Regions from separate parts of the Mus musculus genome. Here regions 1, 2, 3, 4, 5 and 7 are each linked to region 6. A link is a contact called in public Hi-C, HiChIP or PLAC-seq and promoter capture Hi-C data. All regions are on one chromosome and are shown on one strand. The core of a region is the stretch at or near the end of the contact, and the rest is flanking DNA. Distances in the headings are between cores, read along the strand shown.

Region 1 (3,542 bases), core at 760-3,259, 1.4 Mb before region 6:
CTGCGTTAGTCTGGTGTATGCTCTCTTTCAGTTTTGTTTTATTATAAGTGCCTTTAAAGATTGATTTTTGACATAGGTAAGCCTCTACCAATGTTCCAGTGTCCTAGAAAATCCTTGAAGCCGATGAGCTTGGAATTCAGTAAGAATTCAGTGAGAATGTTACCTATTCAATAACATTCAAATTTACTTCTAGTAGAGACTCTAAAAGCACTGTCTGCTCTTCCAAAGGTCCAGAGTTTAATTCCCATCAACCCCATGGTGACTCAAACTCATCTGTAACAGTATCTGATACCTTCTTTTGGTATGTCTGAAGACAGTGTCAGGGCACTAACATACATAAAATAAATAATTAAAAAAATCAAGTCAATGGTGAGGTGATTCAGTAACATGTAAGATCTGTTCTTGCAGAGGGCCCAAGTTTGGTTCCCAGTACCCATACCAAGCAGTTCCCAATTGCCTATTGATGTGTATATACGCTTGGACTTGACAAGATGCTGAAACACACACACACACACACACACACACACACACACACACACACACTACAGGTAGAGAATAAGATTAAGTGCACATGCATTTGGGAGAAAGAAAATTTTTTCTTAGATGTAATTTGAAATCCAGAGGAATCCACCCTCAGGAATAGGTAGTAAGTGGGAACTGTAGGCTATTGATTAGCAGATGGACTTATCTGGATGGAGTCTATTGGGTCCATGAGAGGTGGATCTGAGTGGGTTTCCTGTAGCTTATAAGTTTACAAAAGAGATAACAACATAAGCTAACAACATGTATAGTCTTTAAGATGAGCCTTTTGTGGGTCAGAAGGAACAAGAATTTGTGATTATGTAGTTGGATCGTATAGTGAAATGTTTCACTTGAGTTAGGCAAATTTATAAGAACTCGAATAGTGTTAGGACAGTGGCATAGCAAGAAGAAGAAATATGAAGCATTTAATTGATGGAAACTGAGTTTAGGTAAGAAGTTAGCTCTGTCTCCTAGCTGTCAACCTACAGTTACCTTAGCTGTCAATGTAGTCAGAAATCTGAGGAAGAATAAATTATAATCTAGTAGGCATATATTATTTTAAAAATGACAGAGTTCACCTATAGTCCAGTTTCTTATGGCCTCTATGGTCTCCATGGCAATTTGGGCAGAGTCAGTCTGGCTTCCAAGCCCAGAAGATATAGAGCCTTTTTCTCTGTGAAAAGGATACATGTGCTATAAGAAATGACTTACCTTGATATAGGCAATATAAGTCATTTGACTCAGGGTATCCAGTTTTGTCCATTGCGTTTCTCAGTGGTTATCACACCACAATCCAGGCAGTATCTTGTAGCTGTGTCCAATTCTTCTGAGACCTTTTGGGTCTCAGAACTGTTAGACTTCAGGAGATTCTATTAGTCATGAACTTAAATATATTAATAGTGAGAAGACTTCTGACAAGAGTGAGGGCTGTATCGATTGGTTATATCTGAATAGAGTGTACCATGATTTAATGGCAGTAGCAAAAATCATTATTTATCAAGATAGGATAGGAATAAAAATCGTAAGTAACTTTGACAGGTTGTGTAAGTAGAGAAAAACACATTTTGTATTAGTAGAAAAACACATGGCTTAGAGTTGGCGTGGACCAGAGTAAGAGAGCTGGCAGTAGTGGCTTGAGATCGTGGGGACAGAAAATGAGTTTGTCCCACTGGGTTCAGGCCTGTGACAGGAACTAAGCAGGCAGGCAAGCCTGGGGAATGGCTAGTCTGTGGAGTGAGGGACAGGCAGACACACACATGTGCAGTTGAGGCACCAGGAGTGCACTTGGGTGGAGGGGGAACTGGTGTGCAGCCCACAGCCTGAGGAGCACAGATCACTAGGAGCACAATAGTAGCGTGGGCCCCCAAGGCACACAGGGCTACAGCGCTGCTGAATGGTGGTGGCGGCGGGGGCAGCAGCAGCAGCAACAACGGTGTTAAGGGGGAAGTGCCATTCTGTGGTGCGCATGGCTCTGACACAGGCAAGTGGGGCAGAGCTTCCTCCTAGTAGCCGGAAGTCCCAGACCAGTACTTCTAGCTGCGAGCTGGCACTGCACCACCCCACGGTGGGCAGAGGAAGGGAAGCACCTGAAGTAGTTTGTTCAGTATCCCAGCAACATGCACGCTATTCTTGTAGTGCACAGTGGGGTTAGCCACTCACTTTCTGAGTCCCTGCCAGAGAGAGAGAGAGAGAGAGAGAGAGAGAGAGAGAGAGAGAGAGAGAGAGAGAGAGAACTCACAACACAGGTGTGTGTGTGTGCACATGAACAAGCACAGGCAGACGGTCGAGCGCACATGTGTAAGTGTGTGTGCGCACAGAAAATGGCTTTTCTTTTTTTTTTTTTAAGATTTATTTATTTATTATATGTAAGTACACTGTAGCTGCCTTCAGACTCTCCAGAAGAGGGCGTTACAGATGGACCATGTGGTTGCCCCCTAGAAAACAGCTTTTCAATTAACAGAGTCCAAAGGAGACCGAAAGAAAGCTGTTTTTCTTGTGGCTGTAGCAGGCAGTCAAGTAAGGGCGGTGGTGGGCAGAGCACAGGAGTCCTGAGTGAGAGAGAGCACAAGTGTAGGGGCGGCAGATGGTTGCCTGCTTGTGGGAAAGCAAGTCTCACAGAGTCCCTGGCAGGATGCAAAGAGTGGGGCCAGACCCGCTTTTCACATGGCAAACTTGGAGCAGAGCTGAGGAGGAAATACGAGAGGAGGAAGGGCAGGTGGGGCCAGACCTGCTTTTCCAGAGGCAAACCAGTGGTGACAGTAGCCATATTTTTGGGAGTGAACAAATGAGGGAGGGGGGTGGGGAAGCCTACACTGGCGAGAAAGTGCCAGGTTAATGGCCATGTAGAGATATTGTTTTCTGCTTACTGTGAATTAGATCAAGGCAGTCCAGTAAATAGGGACAAGGAAGTGAAGACTGACCCATGGGTAAGAGAATAGGGTTATTAACTGCCCTACCAGAGTCCTGAGGGCATTATAGATAAACAGAGAGATTCTAGCACAGGCCAGACCACCATGTTGTCATGTGGCGGCTGGGGGCTAAACTCTGGGCCAGTGTCCCAGTGCTATAGAGAACAGTTCACCCGGGCTCAGGGATTTCTCAGCATTGATAAAGAAATGGTCTCAAAGGAGAGAGGAAAATCTCACCCAAGGGAAAAGTCCTAGAAGGGGTCAGTGAAACGACTGAATGTCTCTATCCTCAAGGACAGTACAGGGGTAGCTCTGAGCTCAAGAACTCTCCCCTGGGACCATGGAGACATTTACTCTGAGCAGTGTGGGCAGTGGGCTTAGCAGTTCTCCAAAGTTTGGCTCGGGAGCATTGGCTCTCCATGTGATAGCAGGGGGATGCAAACCTGCAGAGTTTCTAAATCCCAGTCACAGAACCGTATGAAGTGTTTATAAAAAGATAAAGAGGGCTGGCAAGATGGCTCATCAGGTAAGAGCACTGACTGCTCTTCCAAAAGTCCTGAGTTCAATTCCCAGCAACCACATGGTGGCTCACAACCACCCGTAATGAGATCT
Region 2 (3,340 bases), core at 840-3,339, 1.4 Mb before region 6:
TATGCTCCAGAGTTCTGAGATTCTTCCATGAAAGGTTAACTAGAAGCTAGAATATTTTTTTATATTTTTGTAACAATTGGCTTTTTTCATGGGGGGAGGGGAGTAGAGGGTTAGTATTTATAGTCCTAACAAGTCCAAAAATTTTTATAAGTGTCTTCAGATTATAAATAACCCTCCAAATTTTGCAATGTTTACATGTTTTTTTTTTAAGATGACAAATATGCTTGATTTGCTTTTTAAATAAAAGTTTAGCTGTTCTAAGAGATTAACTTCAAGTAGGATGGCTGGTTATGATAGTTTGGATTTTCTACAGGTTCTGTTGCCATGCCTTTTGGGTTTCAGCATCACTCGAGTCGCAGCATGTGGGTGGGGCTGTGGAAACCTGGCCAGGCTGGACCTGGTCAGCCACACCTCAGAGACATTGTTTCCATTTGGATGTGAGCAGGCGCAGGCCTGCATGCTCTTTCCTACTTAGCATCATCAGTTCTTCCGCCTCCTTAGCATGGTTCTTTGTAACAGCCATGCTGGGAAGCTCTGAACAATAAAATACTTCCAGAGTGGTGACTGAGCAGCTTGGTCAATAAAAACTAAAAGTTGCGTGGGGCTGAGTATGATGGCATACACTTTAATCCTAGGACTGGGGAGGCAGAGGCAGACTGGTGTCTGCGAGTTTGCGTCCTGTCTGATTTACCTAATAAGACCTAGTCACGCTGGGCAGTGGTGGCTCACGCCTTTAATCCTAGCACTTGGGAGGCAGAGGTAGGTGGATTTCTGAGTTCAAGGACAGTCTGGTCTACAGAGTGAGTTCCAGGACAGCCAGGGCTACACAGAGAAACCTTGTCTTGAAAAACAAAAACAAAAACAAAAAAGACCTAATCACAACAAAACTGAAAACAACAGAAGCAATAAATGGTTGGGTGGATGTCACTGTTGAGTGGATCTGTGTATATGTGCATATATTTTTAGTATCTTATATATTTTAAATATGCACAAGTATAAATATATGTGTTCCTGAACAGTACATTTACCTAAGTATCACAAACTTGGTTAACCAACAGCTTCTGCTTCTTTTTTTTTTTTTTTGGATATTTTCTTTATTTACATTTTAAATGTTATCCCCTTTCCCAGCCCGGAAACTCCCTATCCCCACTCTGCCTGCTTCTATGAGGGTGCTCCCCCACCCACCCACTCCCGCCTCCCTGAGCTAGCATTCCCCTACACTGGGGCATCAAGCTTTCACAGGACCAAGGGTCTTTCCTCCCATCGATGCCCAAAAAGGCCATCCTCTGCTACATATGTGGCTGGAGCCATGGGTCACTCCATCTGTCCTCTTTGGTTGGTGGTTTAGTCTCTAGGAGCTCTGGGGAGGGGGCGGGGATGTTGGTTGGTTGGTATTGTTGTTCTTCCTATGGGGTTGCAAACCCCTTCAGCTCCCCCAGTCCTTTAACTCCTCTACTGGGGTCCCAGCTTCTGCTTCTTAGGGTTTGACCCTAAAGACAGGGAGTTGCTTAGTTGGAGAAACTTTGGAGGTCTTTTGTTTCTGTTTTTGTTTTGAGAGCCTTGCTCTCTGGCTGCCTAGTATGCTAGTACATCTGTACCCCAGGCTGACTTTAAACTACTGTGTAGTCTAAGGCTGACCTTGAACTCCTGAGGCTCTTGCCTTTACAGTCTACACTGGGATTGTGCCACCATTCCTGGCTCTAACAAGTTGTTAAAACTAATGTGGACTTTTGCTTTCTGCTGGCAGTAAAGTAAGAAGAGATTAAGGCCGGAGAGGTGGGGACAGGAGCTGGAGAAGCGATGGGTTGGGTTGTGCTATACGACATTGTATTGATCTTACCCAGGTTTCCCAGTTCACATTTGTCTTGGAATATGGCTTTCAAATTTAAAATTGTTTTTAAAATATGCTTTCTATATCTTTATTAAAATTTAGAAAGTATGCAAAGAAAAATAACTAGGACTCTAACTAGGAATCATTAGGAACCCACTCAACACAGTTTAAGCAAAGAAACTGACTATCCTGTGTAAGCTGTAGGGAAACTGGCTCTGTTTCTAATGTTTACTCTGGCAGAGGTTGCCTTGCCCCATTGCACATAGAAAATCTCATGGTCCCACGTGTCCTTTCCTGAGTCAGATATTTTGGCTTGTGAGAAGAGGGTGCTTTGCACAGGAAGGGGAGCCGTGTACAGAGGAGGTGGGAATGGCTGTTAGGATCGCCAGCCTTGCTGAGTAACATTGAGTCAGAAGAAACAACCCATGAAAAAGGGATGGTGCTACACTAACAGAGGCCACTTTAGTGTGGGTGTGGAGGATGTGTGTTCAAGAAGTGTATGTGTAGCTGGGCATGGTGGCTCAGGCCTTTAATCCCAGTACTCGGGAGGCAGAGGCAGGTGGATTTCTGAGTTTGAGGCCAGCCTGGTTTACAGAGTGAGTTCCAAGACAGCCAGAGCTACACAGAGAAACCCTGTCTCGAAAAAACAAAAACAAACAAACAAAAACCAAAACAAACAAAAAGAAGTGTATGTGTGTGCACACGAGTACAGGAGCTCACAGAGGCCAGAGGCATTGCATCCCCTGGTGCTGGAGTTGTGTAGTGAGCTGCTTGTGGGAGTCACAGCTAGTTGGTAGCTAAGTGGACAGAGAAATGTTTTGTAGCTTCCCTCACAGGAGCCCACATAGGAACACACACCAACTCTCTAGGGAGTAAATTATATTTTATTGTACAGTTGAGTGTGTTAAATACAGATCAGAAACTACAGATATTATTCTAGATGGGAGGGGAGGGGGTAATGTTGAGATGGTCTCACTGTGTAGTCCTGGTTGGCTTTGAACTCCTGCCTGCTCGCCAGTCCTCCTCTCTTCAGTGACTTGTGCTCCCCACCATGGCATGCTTTGTCAGCAGAGGCCTGGAGTGAGACAACAAGCCTTTAAATTCAACCAGATTCAGGCTCTTATGACACAGGCGGACTATTTCCCAGAATATCCCATGAATGGTCCCACTGGCTCTTCACTGGGAACCTTGTGAACCAGGCCTCTGCTGTCCCCATTGCTCTCAGAATTATTCTCCAGGTTCCCACGGGCATGACCCACTAAACTATGCCTGTAGTACTCAAAGGCTTTTCTAGCCCAAAGTTTCAAAACTCTTCCATGTTCCTCCAACAAACCAGTTCCAAACAGGTAAGAACTATATGGTTGGGTTTATCATGGCAACAGCCCCACTTCATGACAGTCTTTTTTTTTTTTTTTTTTTTTAGTATTCTTTTTTCCTGTTTGCCATGATAAAACACCTTGAGAAAGGAAGAAAGAGTTTATTTGGGCTCACAGTTTGAGGGCACACAGT
Region 3 (3,402 bases), core at 625-3,124, 1.3 Mb after region 6:
GTACTCTTAGAGGCTTTAAAGGTTGAGCCATCTCCAGCTCCTATAAAGTGCTCTTGTATATCATCTTATTTGATCATTTTTGCTAGCCTCTAGTAGTTCTTCACATTTGCTGAAAGAAAAAAAAATAGCTCACATACAACAAATAACTTTTGTTAAGGTACTATTGTAATGGAAAAAAAATTAAATATACAAAAATGTAAAAAAATACCAATGGCAGTGACTTATAACATGACATTTGCAGAAAAGTGCAAAATAACTGAATGTCTTGTATTTTGACATGTATTGTACAGAGACTTGGGGAAGAAATGGAAACATTTAATAGTGTGTCTTCACTTTCATGTGTGTGTGTGTGTGTGTGTGTGTGTGTGTGTCCCCGTCCGGAAAAGGAGGGCTTGAGTCTCAAGTTGTTATGTAGCTATGGATGGCCATGAATCGGAGATTCTCCTTTCCTGCTGAGGGTCTGGCACCAACCTCAGGGCATTTCGTGTGCTAAGCAAGCACTCTAATAGAGTTACAATTAGCTCAGCCAGTGGTCATTGTATTCTTTTTTTTTTTTTCCCCCTAAGAAAAAACGTAGAGCAATGATTCATTCTGTGACAAACAGATTTTTAATCCTTTGCAAAATAAGTAAATAAACAAAACCAATCACCACCACCCCAAACTTTCCAGGATATTGAACTGGGCACAGAGCCAAAACTCAAGTGTCAGTCAGGGACTCGGTTCTGGAATTTGCAGCGAGCTTGAAGCATGCGCACAGTAAGTGTTCTAGTCTTCTGGATAATGTTAATTACTGACAACCACCCCCTGCCCCCTTTTTGGTTATTTTTCGCGCCAGAAGAAAGCTACACAAATGGGCATTCTATGAAAAACGATCATTAACCGCAACGGTAGTGTGATTTTAGGTTTAAAAGGCTTCGAGTATTCTTAGTTATGAAAGTTGAGGGGCTTTGAGCTCGTAAGTGCACCTTGGAACAGCCGCGCTGTGTGGCCCTCCAGCCGGGCAGCGGTGCCAGCACTCGCGACCCAGAGGCCGCTGAGACCGCTCCGGAACCGAGATGCGCGTGCAGCCGCGTGCTAACCCGGCCCTTGAGCGGAAGCCCGCCCTTCTCGTGCTCGCGCGGCGCGCGGCCAGGAGCCCCGGGGCCGCGCCGGGACCGAGGGGCGGAGCCGGCGGTCCGGAGCGGGGTGGGCGGCGCAAACCAGTCACTTTCCGCGGAGTCGGCAGCCGCCTCGTGTGCCTCGGCGGCGCTTGAGCGGCAACAGAGTCCTGCGGCGGCGCGCGCGTCCGAGGTGCCCGGAGGCCCAGGTACGTGCGACCCCAGCTAAGCTAGCGCGGGACGGTTGACCAGGCGGTTGCGGCCCCGCTGCCTGCAGCCTGCCGCGGCCTCTGTGACGCGCGGTGCGGCCTCGGGGAACCCGCGGACGGCTGGCAGCAGGGACGGGGCGGGGCGAGCGCGGCGGCGGGGCAGGCGGAGCGGAGCGAGGGGCGGAGCCGGCGGAGGCCCCGCCCCGGGGCCGAGCAGCACGGACGCTACGGAGCAGGCGCGTCCCGCTGCCGCCGCCGCTGCCGCCGCCGCCGCCGCTGCTGCTGCCGCCGCCGCCACCACCGCCGCCGCCGCTCGCCCTTCTCGGGATCCGCCGCCGCCATTTGCACGGGAACCCCGGTGACAGGGGCTCGGCGGAGGGGCGGAGGGAGGGGGGAGGGCCTGCGAGCCCCGAGGGCGGGAGCGACGCCGCCGGCGCCGGCCAGGCTCCCTGCGCTACCGCGCCGCCCGTGGCGGAACCCGGGTGGCAGCGGCGGCGGCGGCCGAGGGCGGGCGTGCGCCTGAGGCAGCGGCGGCGGCGGCGGCCCTGCGGGCGGCCGGGAGGGGCGGGGGCAGCGGCCGCCGCCGTTTGATGGATCCGAGGATCGCCTGGTTCCAGCCAGAGCAGCTCGGACCGTCCAATAGTCTGTGGATGCAGATCTGGGAGACGACCCAGGGGCTGAGGAACCTCTACTTCAACCACCACTGTCACAGCAGCGGCGCGAGCAGCGCGAGCGGCGGGAGCGGCAGCGGCCCCGGCAGCCCCGGCGGCACGGCCCCGGCCCCGGCCGGCATGTTCCGCTCGGGGGAGCGCCCACTGGGCGGCCTCGCCGTGCCCGCGGAGCAGCGGGACTTCCTGCCCCTGGAGACGACCAACAACAACAACAATCACCACCAGCCGGCGGCCTGGGCACGGCGGGCATCGGCGGGCCCCTCGGCGTCGCCGGTCCCATCGGCTCCCTCGTCCCCGCGACCGGCGGCCGCACTCCCCGCCTCCGAGTCTACCGACCCGGCCTCGGGCAGCAGCAACAAGAGGAAACGTGACAACAAGGCCAGCACCTACGGACTCAACTACAGCCTGCTGCAGCCCAGCGGAGGGCGCGCGGCCGGAGGCGGACGGGCGGACGGCGGCGGGGGCGTGTACAGCGGGACCCCGTGGAAGCGACGGAACTACAACCAGGGAGTCGTGGGGTGAGTGCTGGCGTCGTGGCCTGCGTCTTGGAGGGTCGGCACACCCGCACAGCGGGGAACACGCCCACAGGCGGGAGGGGGGGATGATGGGTGGGGGATGGGGAGCCCCAGTGGGGCCTCCAGAGCATCGGTGGCCATTCATTCCTTCATAGCTTGACCAGTCTCGGTGGACCTTTCTTTGGAATTCCTTTGGAAAAAGTGGAGCTATCCTCTCCTTTTCGTAGTCATCTCTACCTTCCTCCTCTCCTAACTGTCCACACCTTCCCGATGCATTCTTGCTTGTCCTTCTCCTGGATCTTTCTATGCTCTAGAATTCAGCCTGCCCTCTGATCCCTTTCTGTCCTCCACACCTTGCTCCCCACCACCACACCCCAAGATGAAGCCCCTTAGCATCGGGCTAGTTAACTTCCTGAGAACGTTTCTGCCTTAGCGTCTTTAGATGTTAGGACCAGGAGGTGCTCTTCTTGCCAAGAATAGAAACATCCAGAATGCTCCTTCCCCTCCCCCAGTCCACGACGAAAATCTCCTCAGCCCTGAAAGACACTGCCTGCTCTTGATCCTTTGGCCCATCTTTTATATTTACTTAAGGAAAAAAAAAAAAAAAGCCAGTGTTTGCCATGTCTGTCGTGAGCAGAAAGCACTGAGTGACAGCTAGCTTGAAGTTGTCATAGATGGTGAGCTTTTCTGAGCCCTGACAGAACTTTGCAGGAGTTCATGGTCGGCAGCTTCTCACTGTGAGGTTGTCACTGTGGCAGAGGTAGCAGTGGTTTTCATTTAGGGGTGCTGGTGTTAGTGTGTGAATGTTGCACCACCGGTGACTTTGTGTTTAAAGTTCAGCTCTTACAAAATGGAATCTTACCTGAGCCCTAGTGAATTATGTACATAAGCTGGGAATGTTTCCAGCCTG
Region 4 (3,405 bases), core at 36-2,535, 1.5 Mb after region 6:
ACATTTTGGAAGGGCAGAATTCTAGGGCAATTCCAGATATGGGTGGACTCACCTTTGAGAAGAAAGTTAACCCGCACTATTCAACCTACCTGGCAAATCAAGACATTAGCTACTTACTCTTTTCTAGTTAATGAAAACGGTTGCTTATTTTGTATTAAGCAGCACAGGTTGGCCGCAGTCTCCTGCGCGCTGAGATCACAGGCACGTGCCATCACGCCGCGCCAGCTCCATTTGTCATTAAAATAACTTATTTCAGGAGAACACTTGGGACACCTGTAGATCGCCTTCACTTCTGAAGAACAGCTACGTTTGACAAACCTCCCAGGCTTTCCGGTGAGTGACTTCTCACCCTTCCAAGACAATTATAAAAAAAACAGCCTTTGAAGGAGTCACGGAAGACCAGGACTCGGCTGCTTACAGGATGTGTGGGGACAGCACGGGTGCTCGAGAGGACACTTGGGACAAGACTTGCTGAGCGCCCAGGTGACCCAGGCTTCTGGTCTGTCTCACTCCTCCACAAAGCCAGACTTCCCAGACGTCTGGGTGTCGCACTGGAACAGGCTAAGGAGGCTGGGAACTGGAGCCCGGGGCCATAAGCAACAAAGCCCCCTTTACCTTGACTCTTCTCCGTTTTCTCCCCTTCTCTTCCCCCGGAGCCTGCTTCTCGCCTTTCTTCCTCTTTTTCCGTTTTCTGTCCTTGTGTTTGTCATGGTCGCTTCTGTCTTCGAAGAGGCTGGAGTCGTGCCCGGAGCTGCCCGTGGAGAGCTCGGTGACCTCGCTCCCCCCGACTTTGAGGACCAGCTTCAGGGGCTTCTCCACGTACTCTGAAACAAGAGCAGGACGCGGGGCTGAGCCGGGGCCGGCCGAGGGCGGGCGCCCCACCTCCCAGCGCCCCACGAACCCCCGCCGGGACCGGCAGGCCCGAGTCGAACGCCGCCCCGCCGGGGGCGATCTCCGCGGGTCGGGGCCTTGCGGGCAGGGGACGGCGCGGCTCCGCAGGCAGGCCAGCCGCTCCTCACCCTCGTAGAAGTGGCGGTCCGACTTGTGCTTCTTGTGCTTCTTGCCCATGTCCGACCGGGCCCCAGAGCCCGCCCCCCGCGCCAGGCCCAGGCCGTGCGGCGCCGCTTCCGGTCCGGGCCAGGCGAGCGGAGGGCGGGAGCGGGGCCCGCGAGAGCCCGCGCCGCGAGGCAGGGGGACGGCACGCGCCCGGCGGCGCGAGGTCCCTCACGAGAAAAAAAAAAAACCACGCGCGGGACGCGACCGAAGCGCGACACCAGTGGCGAGAGGGCGAGAGGCCGGCAAACCAGCGGGAAAGAGAGGCCGCCGAGCGGACGGGATGCGGTCTGCGGCGCGTGGCGGCCCCTGGCGGCCGGAGGCGGCGCTGCAGCCTGTGGTGGAGGGCGGGGCTGCGGCTGGGGGGCGGGCTCAGAGGCGGGGCCTGTCTTGACTTTCTTTTTCCATCCCCGACGCTCTTCCCTGCTTTCCTGAATCCTTTTAACTTTCCTTGGCTTTTGTTTCTTGTCTTTAGCAATATTATTGAACTCCATCTGTACAGGATCGGGCAGACCCAAGAATATGGGTCCTGCCAAGCCTAACGATCTCCGTTCGCTCTCCAGGTTCCACATGAAGGAGAGAATCGACTCCTGAAAGTTGTCCTCTAATGTTTACATTTATATATATTCTTGCACAAATAAATAAATGCATACAGAAAAAAACCAAAACAAAACAAAAACAAAGGCTTGTTCATGATAGAATAAAGCCTCCAAGATGTTAACTAAATGAAACGCACCAAGTGTGCAGCAGTGTTGTTCAAAAGTGAGACCGGAAGTGAAGGTGTGGTCTGGATTCAAAGGCTGGAAACAGTACTGCTTACTTTATTTCAGGTGACCAGGACGGTATAGGGGTGGATTCTTTTACTTTTATGCTTTTCTTTGTGGTTTAAAAAACAATTTATATGCTAAAGTAACTGGAAAGAAAAGGAAGCTAAGGGTCTAGAAATTAGCTAGAACTTGCCTCCGAAAAGGTGGTGGGGTTGCAGCTATTGGCTCCCCAGGGAGGCACAGGCTGCCTGCTGTTTTGTCTGCTTCTCACCCCCATCAGTGCCGTTCCTGTTCTCTTATCTCTGGATGCCCAGCCCTTCTGGGCAGTGGCTCACTGACAATTTTGTCTACTGGCACTTACCCAGATGGGCCACGTTAAGATCTGCTTGTGCTGGGTGTGATGGTGCATGCATGCATGGCTGTGCTGGCCTATCCCGGCCCTCAGGTTGAGGCAGGAGGACTGAATCCCAGACTAGCCAGGGCTACATAGTAACATGCTATCTAAAAATAGAGCTCACTGTTGCATGTGCAGAGATGTCTAGGGAAATAAAGTGCACGCTCTCTCTCTCTCTCTCTGTGTGTGTGTGTGTGAGACAACTTTACAAAATAGCAAGAGCAGGTAATATTCATATTCCCATTTTATAGAGGAGGAAATGGATGCCCAAAGAAATAAGATAGGGGTCAGATGTAGAATCAGTATTCAAATCCAGGCTTGAACTGGAGTCACAATCCTTTTCATTAGTTAGTACACACAGTGCAAAGTGTCTTTACTGCACTTTTAGCCTTCTAGTGGCCTATACATTTTATAAAAATCTCATTTTTTCCTCAAGAAAGAATCTAACCGATCCTTTCTACTGTACTCAGAAGTGGACTTGAGAGTGGAGAGAAGATGCAGGAGTTAAGAACACTTGCTGCTCTTCCAGAAGACCTGGGTTCGGTTCCCAGTACTTACCCCCATCCACCAGCTCACAGCACCTGTAATTCCAATTTCAGGGTGTCTCCTGGCTCTTTAGGCACCTGTGTTCATTTAGTGCACATAGATCCATGCAGCCACACGCACACACATAAATTAAAACAACAACAACAACAAAAACCAACAACAAGTTGGACTCTTGGATGGCTTTTTCCTGGAAGGTTTGTTGTTTATCTTTGTGTGTGGTATGCTAGGTGTGTAAACCCCTGTAGGGAACCTCGAAGTCAGCTCAAGACACTCCAAGGCCAAATTCTCAGCACAAAGATTTACTTGCTTTAGAGGTACAAAGGTCAGGGACTGAGAGACAAAGACAGGAGATAGAGGACACGGAGAAGGGGACAGGAACAAGGGAGAGGAGTAAGGGGTATTTGCCCTTGACAAAGGACTGCCTCTGGATACAAAGGAGACAGACAGTGCTCTTAGGTAAAAGGAGAAAACTGTGTGTTAAGATGAGGTGTTTAATTTTGATTGTGCATGTTAATTAGGTGAGCCAAAGGGGGCTTTTGATGGCTGGACTTCAATACTTTGATAGCTGGACCTTGGTAGGCAATCTCAGGAGGAGGAATTAGCCAAACAAGGGAATAGACCTTGGTGGCTAGCTTTATATATTTA
Region 5 (3,379 bases), core at 438-2,937, 1.6 Mb before region 6:
CCTCCAAAGCTCCTAACACAACCTCTTTCCCACCAGGAGCCCAAAGAACTATAGCAGAATGTTTCAAAAGCACATCTCTGCCATTTATTTCTATCTGGTGCCTAGCACATTCTATAAAATTGAAAGTACACCAGATGTTTGGTTAGTGCTGGACTCAGGATTTTTAGGAGTACAGTACCAGTGATATCAACACTTGCTTCCAGATGCAAAAGTGAGACTTAAAGGCTAACTACCTACTCAAATCATAAAATTGCCTATGACAGAACTGATACCCAGGTTCCATTTTCCAATAAAATTCACAGGGAAAACTGGTCCAATCTGGTTCCCCAGGCACATAAATATAATTTATAGTGTATCCTCAAATGCTTTGTATTATAAAACACTATGTCAACCAGTAAGTGTTGAAAAACAAAAAAGTTAAACTTCACACCAGTCATGTGCCAAATCTCAATTGTACAAAGTTCCGAGGGGGGAAAACATCTTGTAAGGCAATATATTATATTAAATATACATCAAATATTTATCAAATTACGGGAACAAACGCTCAGAACTCAGCCAGCCAGAACCAAAGATGACATAAATACCAAGCTGATCGGAGTCTAGCAAGATCATCATAAAGGTCCATTCCAAAAAAAAGGAAAAAAAAAATCAACAAAAAGATTTAATGCTGGTTTTTCCTATTAACACACTTAAAGTGAAGTATGTGCAGTGGCACATAGAATTATCAATACAAAGAATGAATATTGAAATTAAAAAAAAAGGACATAAGCATAGCACATCCAAAACCACTACCTGTTCATACTACAGCAAATGCTCGTATAACGCAAGTGACAACTTGCCCTGTGGAAAACAGGATCCGAATTTTGCGGAAGTTCCTGTTTATAAGGCTAGTGCCACAAAGCATCACGACATGCTATCGTCGCGGAGAAACCTTTGAATGACTGCTTCCAGCAAGTGAGTTAGAATCCTCAGAGAGCAAATGCGAAACGGAGACCTGTCTCCTATCTGATGGTTGGGCTCAATGAAAAGAAAGCAGGAGTCCTTCGGGAAACTCACGTGAGCAGGTCCCTAGAATTCGCTGACAGGCGCTGCAAGATGAAGGGGGCTCTGCGGCCACGGAAGGCCGGGAGACCACTGCGCCCCCCCCCCAAGGATATTTCCAGCAGAGAAAAGGCAATGGGACCCCCGAGGACAGCTGAGTACAAAGCTGGAAATGCACCATCTGGGCGCGACCCAGCTACGGCGCCAGCTCAGAAGCTCGGGGGCTCCTCACTGTCCCAACTCCGCACAGACCCGGGAGTCCGACTCTCAGAGGGAAGGTGGCCGTTCCGTACAAGAGTCTGACGCAGGCCTCCACCGACACCCAGAACCTGCAGCCCGCGACACCCCTAAGGGAGGCTCCTGGTCTCGGGGTAACGACCAAATTCTGCGCCACCGCCCACCGCAGCCCACCGCAGCCTAACGCGGCCTTCCTCAGCCCGTGCCAAGCCCGCAGGCCCAGCCTGGACCGGACCGGCCTCGATCGAAATGCAGGGCCTCCTACTCCGCCAGCAAGGCTCCTGTCCGCCGAAGGAAAACGTGGACTGCGACTCGGCAACCCAGGCCCACCGCTTCCCCTCACTCACCATGGCGACTCCGGGGACCACAAGCAGCAGCGCCTACCCCGCCGGAGCCGCCCGCCGTCAGGTGACCGAGCCTTGCGAGCCCCGCCCTCTCTAGCCCCGCCCTTGGATAGAAGCGGCTTTTCGATTGGCCCACTTAAAATCTCGCGTAGTTTGGGGAGAATGGGCAGCCGGCGGTGTATAGTGGACGGGGCGGGGCGAGAATAGTACAACGCTGCGGCGAACTAGGGACAGCAGGAAGGGAAGCCTTAGTTAAGGAGATCCGCGGCCGAGGAAGGGCAGCGAGAGAACCTTCTGCGCGTCCACTTCGCCTGGGCCCGCGCCTCATCGTGTGCACATGCGTAGAAGGATGACCAGGATTGGTGTGTGGAACGGTCTCAACCTCTGGTCGCAACCAATCTGGACGCGCCGGGGGTGGGTCTTAACCCTCTGACAATCTGCGCGCGCATTGCTCTTGGCGCGCATTTCTTCCAGCGATGGAGTCGGAGCTGGTACGCCGCCTCGCCCCGCGTCTCGGCCTTGCGGAGCCGAGTGTACTGAGGTGAGTGTGGCCGTGTGTGCGGGTAGACGTCCCAGACTGCGGCCCTGGGTCCTCCCAAGGCAGCGTCGGATGAGGGACTGGCGATGAGGGAATGACCGCACACTGGTCTGGGCGAGACTCGGGCCCAACATCAAGAAAAACTGTTGTTGGCTTGTAGAAGATGGTTTGAGAGGACGTATATAGTCGTCCTTGAAGCACTCTAGCTCTGTTGGATACACTGTGGTCGGAAAAGCCGGGGAGGACCTCTTGTCATTCCTTCAGACTCGATAATCTTGATAAGCCAGCCTTGCAGGGCAGACCCTGTGCAAATCACTATAGATGGCAAGAGAAAGGTAGATTATGGTACAGAGTGAAGAGCTGAAGTGATGAGCAGGGCGTAAGAATTCCAGAAAAGGCCGGGCGTGGTGGCGCACGCCTTTAATCCCAGCACTTGGGAGGCAGAGGCAGGCGGATTTCTAAGTTCGAGGCGAGCCTGGTCTACAAAGTGAGTTCCAGGACAGCCAGAGCTATACAGAGAAACCCTGTATCGAAAAATCGAAAAAAAAAAATTCCAGAAAGGGCCCAGTGGCGTTGGGGCTGATTTATTAAATAGTGGCACGCATGGGAAAATATGGTAAGAGTGGCCCAAATAGCTTCCATTTTCCGAAGCCCTTGAGATTAGGAGGGTCATTGTAGGATCTGTCTTAGGAAATAAAGCTACAGCAGGCAAGTGTGTAGAAAGTTCGTAGGTCTATTCCCAGGGCTACTGACCGGAAATACAATGGGACCCAGAACTATTTTCACAAGCCGCCGAAACTGAGACCCAATCAGTCATTAAGGAAGAGAAAGGGATTTAATTTACTCTAATCTGCCTGAACCAATTCTTTATACTTGTTGAAATAATGTAAGAAGGAAAGGTAATGTCCAAGGAACACGCTTGGACACAGCTAAGTCTGGAGTCATTTTGGTTCTATGTAAAGAACTTCCACCTCTCCAAAGGATGTGCTTTCTAGGCCCCAAATGAACTTGCACAGTAGTTAGGTGGTGTGCAAGTCCACCATGCTGAATTCAGTTCTTTGCCTAAGTGTTGACAAAGTTCTGCAGCAGTTTTAGTGACCATACTGCCTTTATAACCAGGAAAGCAGAGGAGTTCCTGCGGCTGTCTAAGGTGAAGTGTGTCAGTCTGTCTGCACGTAGCTCAGAAACCAGCAATGCTGTCATATGCCTGGACCTTGCA
Region 6 (3,158 bases), core at 259-2,758:
TGTACTCACATACATAAATAAATAAATCTTTAAAAAAACAAAAACAAAACATCGCCCATGTGGTTTCTAGAAACAAATTCTGGTGCCTGATAGGTGGAAGAGTTTGGGAAAAGGTGGGTAGAAGATGTTCAGGAAGCTCCAAACAGGGGGCTTTAAGACATTGGTGACTTCAAACCAAGAGGGGCAGAGAGGGGCATTCTCCTAAGTTCCCAGATCTGACCCTCGAAACACCAAAGAGGAAACAATACCTTATTCCTCAACTTCCTACTCCTCCCCGGGAGCTTAAGATGCTATACAATACACCTTCAGCCTTCTCCCACCCACGGCTTGGAGGACTCTCTTGCATAGAAGCAATTAAATTGCCCGTTCTCCTGGCAACCTGTCGACTAACCTGGCTATTTCACTGACTCAATGAGATTTTAGAGGCATAAGCGCCTCCGCGGTCAAATTTTGCTGTTTTCTGACAAGGGGGAGGGGCTGATGGCGGTGCTGAATCTGAAATACTGATTATACACAAGGTGAGTCACCGCTTAGTTTCAGTTTCTCCAGTTGTTCATTTAATAGAAGGAACAAGCCCTATCAAAACGTATTCGCCGGATTTTTAAAGCCTGCGTATTCCTTTTGTGGTACTCGGCGGAATGTCAGAAGTGTAACAACCATCATTTAATCGTAGAACACCAACACTACAGGAATAATATTTTTAACGCAGCTACCAAATATTCTACCTCTGAAGCGTCTGGTCATTACATGCGTTCCCTTCCTGATTTCCTAGAGGTTCAGGCCTAAGATTCCCAAAGGGTTTAGAAGCCCTGGAGTGGCGGCCTGGAGGGTGAAGACCAACCAGGAGCATCGAGCCTTGCGCACATCCAAGGGACCAGCGGACGGAGGGAGCGCGAGCCCGCTCAGCGCGCGTGCTCCGGGGCCTGATGGCTCTGCGTTCTGCGCACTTCGCGAGGGACCAGTCAGGGAGATGCTTTCGCAGCGCCCTTTACAAACAGGGACCCCGAGGCTCCCAGGACGGACCCGCTCCGAGCGCCCCGCGCGCGGCCCGTGCGAGCCAGGCCGGACTCACCTTGGCGCTGTGCACCGCCTCCTGCGCGCCGCGGAGTTGCAGCCAGATACGCGCGGGCAGCGGCTCCTCCGCCCCGAGGGCGCCGAGCACGGCCAAGCCCACCCCGAACAGAGCCTCGATGCGCCCGCGGCTCCGCTCCAGCAGCGCCGCCTTCTCCGCGGGCGCCGTGAACTCATCCAGCACCACCCGGGCCGCCATGGCGGGCGCGGCCTCCCGGGGCGCCGGGGGCCAGCGGCGGCGACGCCCCCTCAGCGTGCCGCCGCTGCACCGAGCCGCTCAGGAGGCGTGGGCCGTGCCGGCCTCCTCGCCCGCCCGCAGGCCCCGCTACACCATCACGACACGGCCGCCGCAGCTTAGCAACTGCGGGCAGAGACTCCCCGCCACCCCGCTGCCCCGCTGCCCCGCTGCCCCGCCACGGCCGCCGCCGCCGCCGCCACAGCCGCCACGCATGCGCTCAGCCCGCCGCCGTTGTGGAAACTCGCCGCCCCGTCGCGAAGGGTGCGTTGGTAGGCTGAGGGCAACGGAAGTCGACGCCACACGCTGTCACCATGTTGACCGTGGGCAAGCGTCGGCAGGCGAGGCCTGGGCGGCCATATTTGATAAGGGCCTGATGCCTTTGGGCATCTAGTAGAAGGATTTTACATTGATAGGCAAATGGTGATTCTTTTCCTTCTTTTTACTTCCTTCCTTTCCCCTTTTTACTTACTTCAGAAAAAAAAGAAAAATCGTAACAGGAAAAGAAAATGGGACAACCAGTAAAGAATTAAAAGGCCAAATTGCTGGTCTAGTGTCAATTACTGTCATCCCACTGGGGTGGGAGAATGAGGTAGGCAGATAGTCATTTGCTGAAGGCAAGCCTGAGCTACATAATTCCAAACCAGTTTGAGCTATAAAGTGAAACCTTGTCTCAAAAACCAAACAAGAGCTGTTTCGGTGGAGTGCTTATTGGGTATCATAAGGACTGGGAGTTTGATTTGGCTATCATCACTCCAGGAAAGAGAACAGATCTTCAACCCCAGCTCCAGCTGAGACCTGAGGGCTTGCTGGCTTGCAGCTTAGCTAACAAAAGGCAAAAGGGGAGCCACAGATCCAGGGAGAAACTCAATCTTAAAGGAGTAGATGACATTGTAGAGGAGATCACCCAAAGGCCCCTCTGGCCTCTGCTTAGAGAGAGAGGTGCTTACCATCACACACTTATGCCCATACATTCCACACAAGTATATGCATAACTCTAAAATAAATCTATTTTTTAAAAAGTTGGGCATGGTGTCATAAGCCTAAAATTGTGGTAGCACTTAGATAGTTGAGACCAGAGTCAATCAAACAAAAAACCAAATACCTTCTTCTAATGGCGTGGCCAAGTGAGCAGTTTCTTTACTGTACCTCTGGCATACAGGAAAGGGGAAAGGCAATTTCAGTAGAGTTATGTGTGTTATGTGAGGGGCAAAAATAATAGGGATCATACTGTGGGACTAGGGCAAATAAACCAAACCCTTCTTCTGGCCTGTGTTTCTGTTAAGTCAAAGGCATCACTTGATTCCAATGCTTCCCAGATGTAAGCTTTCTTCTTCTTTTTAATTATTTATTCACTTTATGTATATGAGTACACTGTAGCTGTCTTTGGACACACCAGAAGAGGGCATTGAATCCCACTACAGATGGTTGTGAGCCACCGTGTGGTTGCTGGGAGTTGAACTCAGGACCTCTGGAAGAGCAGTCAATGCTTTATAAACCACCAAACTATCTCTCCAGCCTGACATAAGTTTTCTTGAATCCTTAAAAACAAATTGTGAAAGATAAAGTATTGGTTTCTGTAGCTGGTTTTTGCTACTTTATGGGTTCTTCTTTCTCCCACACTTTATCCCCCTACCCCAGTTTCACTCCCTATCACGAGGTAGGAGAGAAAGAAGGGTAGAGGAGAGAGAGGGAGAGAGATTTCTGAACCTAATTTCTTCCCTTTTGTTCCTTCTTTGAGAATGACTACTAAGAAACAGTAACCAACCCTACCTATTGGGGCTCCAGCACTTATATACCCTCTGGAAAGTTCCCAGAAGTCCAAACAGTTGCAGAAACTATCTGCAGCTGG
Region 7 (3,442 bases), core at 146-2,645, 1.3 Mb before region 6:
ATTTGACTACACCATACCAGAGGCTTTCCAGCTGACAGTGTGCTCAAAAAGTGAAAGCAAAAGACAGAGAGACAAACACATGAGTAGGCACCTGTTGCCGAGCTTGGTCTTTTTCCCTCTGATCAGTCTAGTTGGTGGTCACTCAGGGGGTCTCCTTGAATACTAGCACAAGCCTCCAAATGTAAGACCCCAACACTCAGTCAGTGTTACTTACTTTGAGATGCCTCTGAGTGAGACACTGAGATGCAGATTGATGTAAAAGCAAGAGGTTTATTTTCCAGAGCATCAGGGTCAACCTTCACTTAGTCCCTCAAGGAGAGTGACTAGAAGGTGACCCCGAATGACTTAGTTAGAAGCAGTTTTTATCCCAGTACTCGTGAGGCAGAGGCAGGCGGATTTCTGAGTTCAAGGTCAGCCTGGTCTACAAAGTGAGTTTCAGGACAGCCAGGGCTACACAGAGAAACCCTGTCTTGAAAAACCAAAAAAAAAAAAAAAAAAAAAGAAGCAGTTTTTATACTTTTTAGGGGCACAGGTTACATCAGCAAGGTTACAGTTCAAATTTATTGGCTAAGCATATTGAGCTTTAAATCTATTGGCTAGCAAGCATGGGCAGATCGTGACATGCATTTGAACTCTACCTAGGACTTTCCAGAGGATCAGGTGAGTATCAGTCAGTACATTCTGTTGTTTTTCTGATTTTTTTACTCAAGAATGTTCCTGTGGGTAGAGAATGGAACTTGGCCTAGCCTTGACTCCAGGCAGGAGGGGAAAGCTGTAAGGAGAGTAGGGACTTTGAAATAGCCCTTAGGGTCCCTCAATAGAGTTATATGAGAAGAGGGATTGTTCCCTCAACTGAGAAAATTCCCCAGTAGATTGGCCTGTAGACAAGTGTGTAGGGCACTTTGTTGATTAATGATTGATGTGAAAGGGCCCAGCACACTGTGGGTGGTGCCACCCTTGGGCAGGTGGTCCTGGAAGGTGTAAGAAAGCAACCTGAGCAAACCAGTAAGCACTACTCCTCCAGTGTTGAGCTTTGCTTTCCACCTCCAGGTTTCTGCTGTGATTTCCTGTCTGGACTCCCCATCATGAGAACTGTAACCTGTAAGATAAAATAAACCCTTTACTCTGTCCTTTTGCTTTTGGCCGTGGTGTTTATCACAGCAACAGCAAAGCAAACTAAGACACAAGGTGACACAGAGGACAAAACATAAACATCTCATATCTCAAACAAATTGAGGTTCTCTGAGTAAGTTTTTAAAAAATCAAATAAAATCCCCCAAACCAGTCTTTACTAAATTGACTTTTATCATGGAAAAAAATGGCAACATCAGTGCTAGTAAGCCATTCCAGTCATACTGAGACCTGGTAAGGAAGTTCTTGGAATGTTAATGGTGGGTGTGGTTCTGAAACAACAGCAGGCAAGAGCCAGAGCGGCTGCCATTCCCAGGGCACTCAGCAGCTTTAGCACTGTTAAAGCACTAAAGCACTGTGATCTATTAAAACCAGGCATTCTATAGGTTCATATATTCAATATTCAACTTCTTGTATAGAAGCAAAGACACTGGTGATACTTTTTTTGTTGTTAAGAACAAAGCAAGTATATTTTGGAATCTAGGATGGCTCTGAGGTTAAGAGCACTGGATGTTCTAGCAGAGGACCTGGGTTTGGTTCTATGCACCCACTTGATGGCTCACAACTATTTGTAACTCCAGTTCCAGAGTCTCTGATGCTATCTTCTGACCTCCATGTGTACTAGGTATGCACATGGAACATATCTATACATACAGGCAAAATACTTATAGATATAAATTAAATAAAATAATCTAAAATAATTAAATAATCGTTTATTGGACCACATGATATAGAAGATAGTTTAGTATCAATAGTATGAATGACAGACTAATAAAAATATTTTAATATACGTATATAATAATATGTATTACTATACAGCTTTCTTGCTTGACTGAGCAAAAATAAAGCTGAAACACCCCTCCCCTTCCATTTTGACTTGTAGTTGAAGACAGGTAGGAAGATAGTATTTGGTGTGTTAAAAGCACACTTTCTCTTAGGCCTAGTCATGAAGTGTAAATAATGAGTGAGCCACCTTTCCTAGTTGTGGTATGTCTTATTGGTGCATTCTGGAATCACGTACATATATACTGCCAAATGTTCATTTGCAGGGAATGTGGTTCAAGTCTTGGGATTAAAAAAAAAGTTCCCCAGGGAAGATGCTGTCATGGAATTTCCAGGAAAATTTCTGTGTCTCTCAAAATGGAGCTGAAATGTTTGAAAACTCCAGACTGGAGATGCTAAGCCGCCCAGGCAATCAGATTGACAGGATGAACACAACCACCCAGCTCTGCTGTTAGCCTGTGAGCGGTGCACCGGGGGTCTGATCATCGTAAAATTCAGTGACCTAACTTTACAGCTGGGAAAAACTGTAAATACTTTCAACTGAGACGTCTTCCACATTAAGTGTAGCAAAATCGTTTTAATCTTACAGTAAATACAGCACTAAGAGAAAGCTACAAGGTAGAGAACAATCAGTCAAGAGCATGCTACAGGTCCACTTGACTGGAAAGTCTCATTTCATTAACTAGCAAACCATCATTCTAGGTTGTGTTTATAAATTATTACCCTGCAACCACACCACATGAATGCCTTTCTCTTCACATACCAAAAATTCCTCTAGTCAGCTTTGAAGCATTCTGCATTTCTTTGCCAACCTTGTAGCCTGGTATCTTCTTCCAGTCTATTTTGGTGACAGCAACTGGAAACTGTTGGAGTAAGGCATACACAAAACCTTTGAATTAAAGTCTTTAATACTGACTCTTTTTTTTTTTTTTCAAGACAGGGTTTCTCTGTGTAGCCCTGGCTGTCTTGGGACTCACTCTGTAGACCAGGCTGGCCATGAACTCAGAAATCCTCCTGCCTCTGCCTCCCAAGTAGAGGTGTGCACCACTACTGCCCAGCTAACACAGACTTTTTTTTTTTTTTTTTGGTTTTTCAAGACAGGGTTTCTCTGTATAGCCCTGGCTGTTCTGGAACTCACTTTGTAGACCAGGCTGGCCTAAAAGCGCTGTCAAGGGGTTCTCTTCAAACCTGCCTGTATCCTCAGTTGTGAGGCTTAGTGGTACCTTTACCCACTGAGCCACCTCGCTGACCCGTGTACTAGACTGTTTGCAATCCCAACCCAGAAAGGACCACAAGCGAGGCAACTCAGGCTTGCTCTGCTGTGCTGTACTGCTTCAATTTCCGGTCCATTTTCTTAACTCAGGCTGAGTTAGAAATGAGGCGTGGGCGGGTCTGGAAGGTAGCCTCAAGGCCAGATGCTCTGGGGCAGCATGGCGGGTGGGTTCTGTGTTGTACTGCGCCCATGAAATTGATTGTAAGTGTCGTGTTTGCTACCCTGATACTTAATGGAGCTTTCCAGCAGCGCTGC

Evidence for each region. Promoter capture Hi-C pulls out the DNA fragments that hold promoters and counts their contacts. Hi-C and Micro-C count contacts between places; a contact is called where the count stands out from the background. HiChIP or PLAC-seq counts read pairs in DNA pulled down with a chosen protein or histone mark.
Region 1: a promoter capture Hi-C map of embryonic stem cells shows a contact between it and region 6, with 8 times the contacts expected there. The contact joins the enhancer-like site here to the promoter of N4bp1 in region 6. A contact is called at or near these places in 3 of 39 promoter capture datasets (embryonic stem cells, hippocampal neurons and stem cell-derived epiblast-like cells), 1 of 15 datasets of contacts at CTCF or cohesin (embryonic stem cells), 3 of 484 Hi-C or Micro-C datasets (all in embryonic stem cells), 7 of 115 datasets of contacts at active chromatin or transcription factors (embryonic stem cells and extraembryonic endoderm stem cells) and 1 of 9 other capture datasets (embryonic stem cells).
Region 2: a contact with region 6 is called in a FOXA1 HiChIP or PLAC-seq map of pancreatic cancer cells. The contact joins the enhancer-like site here to the promoter of N4bp1 in region 6. A contact is called at or near these places in 2 of 39 promoter capture datasets (second pharyngeal arch cranial neural crest and stem cell-derived epiblast-like cells), 3 of 115 datasets of contacts at active chromatin or transcription factors (embryonic stem cells and pancreatic cancer cells) and 1 of 9 other capture datasets (macrophages).
Region 3: an H3K27ac HiChIP or PLAC-seq map of embryonic stem cells shows a contact between it and region 6, with 3 times the contacts expected there. The contact joins the promoter of Tent4b here to the promoter of N4bp1 in region 6. A contact is called at or near these places in 2 of 39 promoter capture datasets (hippocampal neurons and stem cell-derived epiblast-like cells) and 1 of 115 datasets of contacts at active chromatin or transcription factors (embryonic stem cells).
Region 4: a contact with region 6 is called in a Hi-C map of B cells, with 5 read pairs. The contact joins the promoter of Brd7 here to the promoter of N4bp1 in region 6. A contact is called at or near these places in 1 of 484 Hi-C or Micro-C datasets (B cells) and 1 of 115 datasets of contacts at active chromatin or transcription factors (microglia).
Region 5: a promoter capture Hi-C map of stem cell-derived epiblast-like cells shows a contact between it and region 6, with 2.5 times the contacts expected there. The contact joins the promoter of Vps35 here to the promoter of N4bp1 in region 6. A contact is called at or near these places in 13 of 39 promoter capture datasets (the 3T3-L1 cell line, 3T3-L1-derived adipocytes, the HPC-7 cell line and 8 more), 2 of 484 Hi-C or Micro-C datasets (B cells and muscle stem cells) and 3 of 115 datasets of contacts at active chromatin or transcription factors (astrocytes and embryonic stem cells).
Region 7: a contact with region 6 is called in an H3K27ac HiChIP or PLAC-seq map of embryonic stem cells, with 5 times the contacts expected there. The contact joins the enhancer-like site here to the promoter of N4bp1 in region 6. A contact is called at or near these places in 9 of 39 promoter capture datasets (HPC-7-derived erythroid cells, cranial neural crest, embryonic stem cells and 5 more), 1 of 484 Hi-C or Micro-C datasets (embryonic stem cells), 4 of 115 datasets of contacts at active chromatin or transcription factors (embryonic stem cells and epiblast stem cells) and 1 of 9 other capture datasets (embryonic stem cells).

What each region holds. Positions count from the first base shown.
Region 1 is chr8:85,480,057-85,483,598 of GRCm38.p6, forward strand. No RefSeq gene overlaps it. Among named protein-coding and RNA genes, the nearest start is that of Gpt2, 11 kb to the right of the region's middle. Within about 2 kb of position 2,010, at least 85 of the 459 cell types and tissues checked have an H3K27ac peak or open chromatin away from gene starts, as enhancers often do. A contact at or near this core is called in embryonic stem cells and hippocampal neurons, where this site is marked.
Region 2 is chr8:85,526,997-85,530,336 of GRCm38.p6, forward strand. Gpt2 (glutamic pyruvate transaminase (alanine aminotransferase) 2) reads left to right here. Exons shown (of 12, transcript NM_173866.4): 12 at 1-1,906. Among named protein-coding and RNA genes, the nearest start is that of Dnaja2, 27 kb to the right of the region's middle. Within about 2 kb of position 2,090, at least 41 of the 459 cell types and tissues checked have an H3K27ac peak or open chromatin away from gene starts, as enhancers often do. A contact at or near this core is called in pancreatic cancer cells, where this site is marked.
Region 3 is chr8:88,198,008-88,201,409 of GRCm38.p6, forward strand. It overlaps Tent4b (terminal nucleotidyltransferase 4B), which reads left to right and starts at 1,875. Exons shown (of 12, transcript NM_001372333.1): 1 at 1,875-2,495. The coding sequence starts at 1,897.
Region 4 is chr8:88,360,887-88,364,291 of GRCm38.p6, forward strand. Brd7 (bromodomain containing 7) reads right to left here and starts at 1,286. Exons shown (of 17, transcript NM_012047.3): 1 at 1,020-1,286; 2 at 616-824. The coding sequence starts at 1,068.
Region 5 is chr8:85,297,830-85,301,208 of GRCm38.p6, forward strand. Vps35 (VPS35 retromer complex component) reads right to left here and starts at 1,688. Exons shown (of 17, transcript NM_022997.5): 1 at 1,626-1,688. The coding sequence starts at 1,628. It overlaps Orc6 (origin recognition complex, subunit 6), which reads left to right and starts at 1,803. Exons shown (of 7, transcript NM_019716.2): 1 at 1,803-2,163; 2 at 3,280-3,379. The coding sequence starts at 2,099.
Region 6 is chr8:86,883,750-86,886,907 of GRCm38.p6, forward strand. It overlaps N4bp1 (NEDD4 binding protein 1), which reads right to left and starts at 1,509. Exons shown (of 7, transcript NM_030563.2): 1 at 1,073-1,509. The coding sequence starts at 1,270.
Region 7 is chr8:85,589,051-85,592,492 of GRCm38.p6, forward strand. No RefSeq gene overlaps it. Among named protein-coding and RNA genes, the nearest start is that of Gm51583, 16 kb to the left of the region's middle. Within about 2 kb of position 1,396, at least 18 of the 459 cell types and tissues checked have an H3K27ac peak or open chromatin away from gene starts, as enhancers often do. A contact at or near this core is called in embryonic stem cells, where this site is marked.